Linked DNA regions of Hordeum vulgare: region 2 is linked to region 1. A link is a contact called in public Hi-C data. All regions are on one chromosome and are shown on one strand. Each heading gives the region's core, a stretch centred on a gene start, on an enhancer-like site or on the middle of the called end of the contact. The rest is flanking DNA. Distances are from core to core; before and after follow the strand shown. Region 1 has its middle 190 kb from the start of LOC123411024. Region 2 holds the start of LOC123407227 (serine/threonine protein phosphatase 2A 57 kDa regulatory subunit B' theta isoform-like).

What was found. A called contact is a pair of places that touch in the nucleus more often than the background predicts.
Region 2: a Hi-C map of leaf shows a contact between it and region 1, with 7 times the contacts expected there. The contact joins the promoter of LOC123407227 here to the enhancer-like site in region 1. A contact is called at or near these places in 3 of 6 Hi-C or Micro-C datasets (leaf and seedling) and 1 of 1 datasets of contacts at active chromatin or transcription factors (embryo).

What each region holds. Positions count from the first base shown.
Region 1 is chr7H:415,639,692-415,645,365 of MorexV3_pseudomolecules_assembly, reverse strand. No RefSeq gene overlaps it. Among protein-coding and RNA genes, the nearest start is that of LOC123411024, 190 kb to the right of the region's middle. Within about 2 kb of position 2,350, at least 1 of the 3 cell types and tissues checked has open chromatin away from gene starts, as enhancers often do. A contact at or near this core is called in leaf, where this site is marked.
Region 2 is chr7H:416,070,893-416,076,042 of MorexV3_pseudomolecules_assembly, reverse strand. It overlaps LOC123407227 (serine/threonine protein phosphatase 2A 57 kDa regulatory subunit B' theta isoform-like), which reads right to left and starts at 3,135. Exons shown (of 3, transcript XM_045100314.1): 1 at 2,806-3,135; 2 at 1,442-2,715; 3 at 1-30. The coding sequence starts at 2,644.

The DNA.
Region 1 (5,674 bases), core at 1,101-3,600:
ACTACACGAGAATGTAACTATGACATATCAGAACATGGACATACCATACTTAAGAATGTAGCCTAGTGATAATAGATCATGAAATTATAAGATAAGGAATACACCATTCTAACATCGATACTCATGATAACATGCATTTCATATCTAGTACCACCTACACTAGGAACAACATATGATACACAACTAGGCTTGATCTAATACATGAACTCGTACACACACACACTATACAATCTAGTTATACAAGCACAACTTCATTGCAAGGAATTAACAAGAAGTAACCATGCTTATTAAAGTATACATGGTAGATACATTTCTAACATGTATCACTACCAAACAAAGTATAACCACAAGCATGAACTTACAAAACAAATTAAAAAAATGCTTTGAGAAAGGTCACACATCAAAAAGCGAATGAAATAATCAACCATGATTAAATATTTAGATAACTCTAAAAATTATAACGATTCAACTACAACTCAAAATAAGGCAGCCATAAGATATAACATATTTATACAAGGAAAAACAAACAATAACATAACCGGATTAGTCGTTCATTGCAATCTAGACGATTTCATGAAACAAATACCCATCCAATTCATAGATAACACACATCTAAAAATTAATAGATGCACTACACAATAAGGTGCTACTCTCATGCCGTACATAAGTAATGATCTCTATGCATGATATAAAACATATTCTAAATGCAAACAATATGCCTACAACAAGTAATATGACTATGTTCTAAAATAATATATCAATTCATTTTCATTAGTAATAAATTAGGTAACAACGGATAATTTCAATAAACAACACCTAGAACATGGCATGCTTTAAATAAAAATAAATAAAACACATGTGACACGATGAAAATGAATATGTAAAATCGTAAACCATATTTAAATAAACCAATCAATGCTTAGAGTAATTCAAAAGAATTATAAGCATTATGTTAATTCATCAAATTCTATACACATGCATAACACACTACATCATGACATATAACAAAACTTATATCAACATGAGACACCACATAAACTATATCCTATAAGTCAAACTATGACCATAACAATAATCCGTACAATACACATGTGACAAAGATGAGAAACAAACAAATAAAATATATCTAAGATATCGCCATGCTAAAGAAAAATGAACATAATCAAAACATGACATATTCTTCAATCATGCAAAGCTTAAGATAAAATTATGTAAACGTACACATGATAATAATTTGCAACAACTCATAGACATACCACGCAAAAGAAAATATATTACATGAAACATGTTCAACAATTTGCAAATAAATATAACCGGTAAAAAGATAAATCTAACAAGTCATTTGCCACATTAAAAATTATGAGACAGACAATATGCACTCCTAGGCATAACACGAATATATGAACAATAACATATTCACGCAAAAATTAATCAATGAATACACTCCTTCAATCTTAACCAAACGACTACATGAATATATATTTTACAATATGGTTATCAAACGAGTAATCCAGTAAATTTTATGTAACTCTTGGAACATCACACAAGAAAAAAAATTGTGCAAGAAATATGCACGTAGTGCAATTCCTATTTGAACTACACAAACATGTAATATGATATATATGCAAAATCTAAAACCACAAACTCGGTCCTCTGACCACTTAAAATGTTTCATCTATTGATAGCTAGATCAAGCAATGAACAAAAGAAAAACAATGGAAAAAACATATAGTATTTGGTTCATACGACGCATAGCATCGATGCACCCATCGACCAAAATAGGAGGAGCTATGAAGTCTAGGAGATAACATCCGTGATGTTGAGAAGGTGTGCAAAAGGAATTGGATAGAGACTCGCCGAGTTTGACGAAACGGTGCGATGAACTCGACAAACAGTTTAGACGGACATGCAGAATTCTTGGTGTGTGGTCAACGGATCGCATTCTTCCTTCTTTGAATGGATTCACGCCATGGAGGAGGAGATCCTGGCGCAAGGAGTAGGATGGAGATGGTCCGAGTCATCGGAATTGCGACCTCGCGTCCATGGAGCTTTATAGGGAGCGCTCTTGTAGACAGGAAGAAGGGAATAGGCATGAGAACCGCTCAGAATGAGAGAGGAGATCATGGTGCAAGTCTAGATTTCTTCAAAACTGAAAACGATAGAGATTTATGGGAATTGAAGGTGAAGCTGTTTCATGGTTGGAGATGTGGCTGTACGTTTAGTCTTCTTTGCTCGTTTCATCTCCTCTTTGTTTGTCGCGTGGAGAGATGAAGCGTTCCTTCTGCGGTTGGGATATGGGCAAGTGGAAAAATAAGGCATGGAGGAGTCCAACAGAGGGAATTTAAGGAAGATGTTGTCGTTTCCTTTCATGATATCTCTCTCAAGATCTCTAAAGAAGAATGGTTCAGCTACCACGTATAAAGCAAATGGGCTAATGGCCAAGTGAGAAGAAATAAAGAAAATAATGGGAAGCATATTAGGCAAGGCCCATTGAAAAAAAAGACAAACATGTTGAGAAAGAGACACATTCGGCCTAAGGATTTCCAAAGTCTTGAGGAAAACAATGGATAAGATCTTTTGAAAAGAAAAATCTGAAACCGGAATGAAAGCTCAAACAAAAATCAAAAGGAGTTCCAAAAATACAAATGTGCATAAATCAAAATGCTAAAAACAAAACCCCACTAAAAGTGGAGAACAAAACATTAGTTTAAATTTAAGTTGGTATTTAATCAAATTCAAATCGCCAAACTATAAAAACTTGATTCACACTTTTATTAAAGTATATAAAACAAACAAAATTTGCTGACCCTAATTTTTGAAAAAAGTTTTTCTTAAACATTCCGAACATCGGGATGTTACATTGCACAAAATAAAAACTAACATAAAAATATTAATTTAGAATAGTCCAAACCAAATCGACGTTTTTCTAAACCACATCATTCATTAACTCAATCAAATCAAATCAATCTTATCAAATCCCAACTAAATCAAAAAAAATCTTGCTTTCCCTATCCATACTCTTACTAAGTTAAATGTTATAAATTGGTGTAAAGAATATTTTAGACAAGATTGGTGTTGAACCACTACTGTACGTGTCTGTTGCAATATATGTGCAATTACCTAGTTCGGGTAAATACGGTAAATCGATTTGTAGGCTTTGGAGCATCTATCGCCATAGGTGTTCCACTTCAATCATGACGTGTGATGTAGAATGGACGGTCCATAGGCGTGCATACTTTTGTGGTGTTCAGTGCCTCCTTAGCTCCTTGCCTATGATACACGGCATAGTAGCTACCAACCTGAGTCCGCGATAGAAAACGAAACAACTGAAACCTAGAGATTTATATCAAAAAAAAATGTAATCAAAGAATGTAACCAACAGATGAAGGGTAACTTGGAAAAAATATTTTTAGGTGTACGTGCATGCAATCATTGTTTTATCTTTGTTTAAAAACTCGTTCAGCTAACCAGTGAACTTGCTGATTAATTCCTACTCACAGGGTCATCGAGTAGCCGATTAACTGATAAATTGCTTGATTAATGAATTAAATGACTGATTAACTTGCCGACTAGCTCATTAATTTCCTACTCACCACCCAACCGAGCAGTTATCAGCTAACGATTTCCTTAATAATACTTTTTATTAAGAGAGGTAATCAATTTTTGTTGTTGTGACAACTATTTCTTATGTGTAAAACAGAGAGAGCAAGGGCAAAATGGATAACACAGCACCCATTTGGCAATCGGCGAGATGAGGTAAGGATCTAGAATTAATTAATTCGCATACGCGTGAAGCCCGAAAAGTATCGCACCTTCCTTTTGTTATCAGATCATTGTCGAATGCAAGTTGTCACACATTTGTTTTCCCCTGCAACAAACACTTATTCGTAAGTTTCAGTCTCATCAGCCATGCAATTATGTGAATAGACACAGTGCGTGTGAAAGGAGACAAATCAAAAAAGATTGAGGGAAAATTGAATGTAAGAGAAAGAAAACACGTTTCATGTACAACTCAATCATAATTATCTATTATGTGTGATGACGGTCACCTTTTGTCATGACTAGTCATCTTCGTCAGCAAAAATATTAGACATATAAAGAGTTATATAAGGTTGCATGCTGATTAGCATTTTTTTTCTAACTAACCACCTCTCCCTTCATTTTTAAGGGCTGAGACCTTTATCTTTCTTAATCTTCAATCAAAATTATCTGTTTGTAAAATCCATATAAAAGTATGTATGTAGCATTGCTGCTTCGACATGGTAGGTAGTACATGGTAGTGTCGTCAATTTGCAACCGCAATCGCTAGATGTGCATCATGCATGATATCCATGTTGGATGGATATGAATATGAAAGCTATAGAAGAATGTGTTAAGAGAACAGGAAGCTACAGCAAAATTTCATGCGGATGTCTACACTCAGCTTTTTCATACGTGCATACATATGTATGAAATGTACAAGTGTACAAAGCTCTATGGTGTATTCATATGGACTTCGGGCCACTTATTGCTGCCGACCGACAACCCCCCCCCCCCCCCCCCTCCATCCCACGCACAATTTCTTTTGACAATCCATGAGAACGTCAAATACGATACCGAAGTTTAGAGATTTAGAGTAATTCTAACCGGGTGATCCATTTCGTCCGCTCATGTCCGTTTGGATTGGTGTAGACATAAAAGTCGGCCCAACGCGCGAACCCAAACGGACGCGCGTCCGCTTGGCGTCCGCCTGCCGACCCATTTCCAACCCATTTTTGAGACGGATTTGCATCGACGTGGACACGAGACGGACGTGCGCGCGCCTTCTCCTCCCCTCGGGCCCGCTGGTCGGTGGCAACCTCCACCATATCCCGCCCGCGCGCGCTCCCGCCCCACCCCTGCCATGGATGGCGAGCTCAACGTCGTCGCCGGCCTCGCCTCCCTCGCCTCGTCCGGCAAGACGACCGCCCTCTCTGGCAAAGGCAAGCCTCGCGCCCCCCGCAAGACCGCCGCCGCACCCAAGCCGAAGAAGACGCTGACGTCCGAAGAGCGCGCAAGGGAGTCGCCCAAGAGGAAGGGCCGCGCGCACGCGGCAGACGCGAGGGATGAAGCCATCGCGGCGGCCGCCGTCGCTGCGGCCGCGCATCAGGAGGTCACAAATGCTCATGTCGCGGCGGCAACAAGGGAGGCGCTCTATATGCTAGGGTTAAACCCTAGCCAGCACGGCCTCGTCAACTCCGTCGTGGCGCGGCCAGCACCGGCTCATCCGCGTTCCCTCGGATGGTGCTGCCCGACTCGCTCCGCGCGTCGGCTTGCACCCCGATGCCCCGCTTCCACGTCTACCCGCAGGCCTCCCGCCTCTCCGGGAAGTGCTCGCCTGAGGTGAGCGTGGTGGCGCCTTCCACGTCCGCGCCCGCGCCCAATGACCTCAATTCCACACCGGTGGCCGGTGGCTCATCATCCAGAGGCATGAGGAAACGCACGCGTGATCAGGTCAGCATGGACCTGGACGGCTTCCTACTCGACCACGAGTTTCCGAAGGACTACGGACAAGAGGAAGAGGACAAGTGCGACATCGAAGGGGAGTCTTTGTTCAAGGACGAGCTCGCCAACCAAACCGCCTGGGCGAATCCGAAGCGCAAGAGCAAGCGGACCAAGGCATACACGGCGGCCGAGGACAAGCTTCTTTGCGAGT
Region 2 (5,150 bases), core at 1,886-4,385, 430 kb before region 1:
GTTCCACAGAAACAGAGCTCTCTCTGCCACCTGCAAAACGAAAGAGGGGTAGATGCATCATTACCACATACCGAATAAGTAGCATGGGGATATTAGGGCACATAGCTTGATTCATCCTACTGTTGGAATATCACTGCATTTCAGAGCATTAGGTAAAATACTAAGTACAGACTATTATTATTAAATGCCGCCTGAAAATGCATACAATGACACACATTAAACAGCCAAATAATAATAAAGAAGTCTACCTTTCAAGCCTGAACAGAAAGTGAACAGTAGGTTTGATAATTCAAGGATGTACTATGTTGGGAACAGAGGAAAATCAGCTTGTTTATGAATGTAGAATTAACCCGGTTTGTACATAATAGTTATATCACAGGAGCTCAGAATGCTAACTTAGTGATCAAAGTATAGAATAAACACAGATGTACTTAAAGGCAATTCTCAATGCAGGAAAAGTGGGTCAGGGCAGTTTCTTCTGCTGTTGCACTCATAATAAAGGATAACATATATATCATGAATCTACATGATCCATCAGGGAACATACAGTTTTGACTATTCTACTCCAGTGGAGTACTCCCTCTGTAAACTAAAATAAGATCTTTTAGATCACTATAGATCTTATATTAGTTTACAGAGGGATTAGCAAACAGTGATAACTGATAAGAAAAACTGATCATATCTCTAGGAAATAAAGGGTAAATCGGTGCACTAGAAAGCTGTGAAGCTAAGAACATCTGGATTCTATTATGCATAGGCGCATCCAATCTGAAAATGATTTAATGCTTGCAGAGTTAGTAAAATGATGGGCACACATAAATAATAATGCAATATTGGGAGAGTTAGTTGTTAATACAAAGAAGAATTTATCTAGATTCAATATTTGTCTGTGACAGTTGCATAGCAGGGTAATATGACCAAGTTGGCTAAGCTTCCCAATAACTTCGGTATCACACATTTTTGGTACCGGTGTTCACAAGGCAGAAATGGCATGAATTGCTTCAGCAAACTTAACTCTTACAATAATTTTCTCATTGACGAAACCATTATCCAACCTCAGACAGACAAAGATAGCTCTTGATAATTTGAAGGCTTGGATAAATTTGAAGCAATAAAACAACAGTCATTATTCAGGGCCAAACTAAAAACAGCAGCTTAAATCAATCCTTTTTGCAAGGAATTAATGATGAAGTACTAATTAAAATGACCAGGAAATGGCTAACATGACTATTCATGTTTCAACATGAGCAGGACTAGTATGGACTATATACCTATTGTTTGTTACATGTTAGTTCACTTGCATTGATAAGTTCTAGAAAATCATGCGACAAGCAAAGACTAACGCAAAACTAATAACAGTTTTAAGGACGAGAACTTCCATGAGCTATTAACATGTATCATATGTGTATGGTTTGGTTGGCACTCTGCAATTCCATTTTACCTGAAAGTGAGAGCTATTTAAGCAGCGGGCAATCTGTCGGAAAAGTGGCACCATACATCTCTGGAATTCTGCTGACTGAGTAGCTTCCAATACTTCCTCCAACTCACCCAAAAACATCACCTCCTTTGAGCTATTTGTGATTGGCCAATACTTAAGTAGACCCCTTATAACAGTATCAGCAAGCTTGCAATCTTTCTCAACAAACTGAGTGACACAGTATGACAGTTGTTGATGATACATGGTAACGCATTTTGGTTTGTGGAGTGGAATCAGCGCCCGGACTAGAAACGATTTGTGCTCTTCCTTGAGTGGCAAAGCAAAACCATTGATTATACTGCCCAGAATCTCTAACAGCTCTGCAATCCCATAATGCTTTTCTGTCTCAAATATAAACCTGTAGAATATATTATTAATTGACTTCCTGATGAATGGACGGTGCACCATGAACTTCCCATATATCCTGTGAAGTATTGTCTTCAAATACTCCCTTTCCCTAGGATCCTCTGAGTCAAAGAGATCTAGCAACTTGAGAATGAAACCCTGATCGACATATCTCTTGGCCATCTTAGCATCTGTCTCAGGAGACTGAACAAATCTTAAGAACAGTTCGAAGACAATCTGCAGGTGAGGCCATGCCGGGTCCATGACAGGCTCTTCCTCCTCCAAATCAAATGACTCGATTACCTTGTTCTCCTTTGGGGCAGGATTCGGGCCGCGGAACAAGTTTGTGGATACCATGTTGACGACCTCTTGCACGACAGACTCTGGGAATTTCCCGGTGGCAGAGGTGACATAATCCACCAGCTCAAGCAATGTTTGCCTCTTGACCTCCTTCTCTTTCACATCCTTTGTGGGGTCTGTGAAGTCGAACACCACGCAGCACATGGCGAGCTTCCTGAGGAACAAGGCAGGTTTCTCCGAAGGCAGCACCTCCCGGAAGCTCGGGAGCGCCTCATACACAGGCGGAGCCATGAAACCATTGCTGGCACCCGCAGCAACACCAGCGTTCCTGTTGCCGTAAGTCTGCCCAGGATTCGTGACATAATTGCTCGGATTGCCAACCCTACTAGACATGGTCAAATCTGTGGTGGTTCTTGCATCCGCCGTCGGGCTTGACAGCGACGACGAGCCGGCTCCCGCGAAATCCTTCTCCCCGGACTTGGCCGGCTTCTTGGGTAGCCTGCCCAGGATTTGCTTAATCATAACGGATTAGGCGAACAAGTCCCCGATCAAACCGCGCTAAACAAGTCCCCGCGAATCCATCATTCATCAGCCTGATAAAATCAAACACCGTGAGGAACATCGAAAGAAGGAAATCCACGCATCGCGCGAGAATGATAAAGAGTGCTCCAACCGAACCTTACCAGATCAAATCCGGAGCCGAAATCAACGAAGAAGACCGCGCCTTTTCCGATCGGCGGCACCGATAAAAAGAAGAACCGCGCGGGGTCAAAAGGGAAAGGGGGTAAAGCCAAAGGCGAGAAAATCGCTCTTTCCCCCCAAAACTTGCAGGCGAATTGGAGCGGGCGGAAAGGAGAGGGCGCAAATTGGATGGATTCTTGCAGAAATCTGTGGGGAATACGTGGTGGAGGCCTCGGTGGTGGTGGAGGCGTCGCCGGTCGGGTTCGTTCGGGTCGCTTCTAGGGGGAACAGTGGGAGGAGGAGGGAGGGCAGTGGGTGGGCGGAGCCAAAGCCAGATTGGAACAGAAATTTATTAGAGGAAAAAACGTTTCCTTCATTTTGGACCAAATCCAACACGGGTAAGCGTCGGTCGGTGGCTGGTAAATATTCTGGTGCACATTTCGTGTTGCGCCCAACTCAACACAATTTTTACCCTAAAAAAAACTCAACACAATTTTTACCCTAAAAAACACAATTTTCATCTTATATGCCCTTAAAAAGGCAAAACATCATTTTTATAATTTCTTCCAAAATATTCCGGTCTATTATAAAAGCTCGTCGGAACTAGAAAGCATCACAAACATAATAAAAGTTGCAGTCTATCGATGCCTCCATATTAGAGTCAGGTCGACCCTTATCAATAACACATGAGAAGTTTTCATGTACGTGTTCTTAATAAGGATTAGTCCCCTAGAACCACATGCATTATCGTTAAACCCTTGAATTGATATGAAGCGTCTAACACTAGATTTGACCATCACGCACGCACGACGAGAAACCATATCATCATCGTTCAAAGAAGACGACAAGAATCTACGTCGGTACTCAGTCAACTCCGTCGTGACATATAAAATCGAACCCGACCTACTTGAAGAAGAAGCAACACCATCTGCCCAAGTGTCGCCCATGTGACGACTAAAAAAATCCTAATCTAAACAACTAGATGGAGCCGATACATCGGGATTCCCTTCCTCTGCACCAACCGCTACAACAACATGTCGGGGGGGGGGGGGGGGGTCCACGGGTTGGTCAGTGGAGCTTGGAAGTGAGGAGAACTTTACCCCTTTACTCTAACCACCTAGCCGCGTGCGTGTAAGGGGATGTCAACACAAATTTCATTATACAACAAGTGAACATAAATTTTCATTATTTTGACATGTGCACATTAGATTGCTCAAAGTATTCCCGACGAGTTTATCTAGTTTTTCCTTGGAGTTTCATATAAATGGTAGGTTCATTATAAATAATGGTTAAAAATAATTGGATGGCTAGAAGGTGGTTGTAGTGTCATCTTTCTAAAGATCAACCACCAGTTTTGTGATGTTTTTTCCAATCTTATACTTTGTGACTCCAGTCTTCACTCTTCAATAGAATGTGCATGTATATGCAATGTTGTAGTAAGGTTTTTAGAAATGTCTATGTGAATTAGACGGTTTCTTATGTAATTCATTTTTTTCATCAAGTAGTCCATATAAATCATATCAAAAGAAGGCATGTAAGATTTTCATGATTCTTTAATGTCTAGATAGAAGATTATTTATTACCTAAATAAGCACCAAAGTATGATAAAGATGGACCTAAAGCTTTGTTCAGGATGAAAGTAATGATGGACTTTGTGAGGTTCATGAATCAAGTTATCATCTTTTGTTCATTGTCATGTTACGTCGGGAATTGACAAACATTTGCAAGGATTTTTTTTAAAGAGTAATATATATGTACCGACAGGAAAAACGCATCTTGACGCCACCTCCAACTTCCACATGTTTTCAACCCCTCGTGGCCGCTAGAGACTAGTTGTGGGGATAAGCCCATACACTGGTTGATGAAGGTGGTGGTTGGGAAGTCTCCACTCCGATAGCCTTCCACGACGAGATGTGGCCTGCATGTAGTGGCTTGAGGACAAGGATATGGTTGTGCAACGGTGGTGATGACGTGTTCGGAAGTGGCGGCAATGTTTAGTGATGAGGCGTCGTCGCGATCCGGAGTTTGCAGGTACGCGGGCGTCGACCGGCAACGATAACCTTTTGTTTCTCAACATGATGACCCTCTGCTCAGACGCGTGAGTGGCGTCGTGGTGCTGCACTGTTGGGTGGCTATCGTGAGTGGCAAGGGGTCTTAGACCTTCAAGTTAAAAACTAATGGTGAACATGTTTGCCGATCAATTCCGTTGCCACACAGGGGGATGAAGGAGCAAGAAGACGGTATAGACTGCGAGAGTGTCGCCAATCGAATTTTTGCGGTGCACCTTCCTCCCTTATCAATCTTGTCATGTGCGCGACGAGGAACTTGAGTGTTTGGCGCCTTTGGG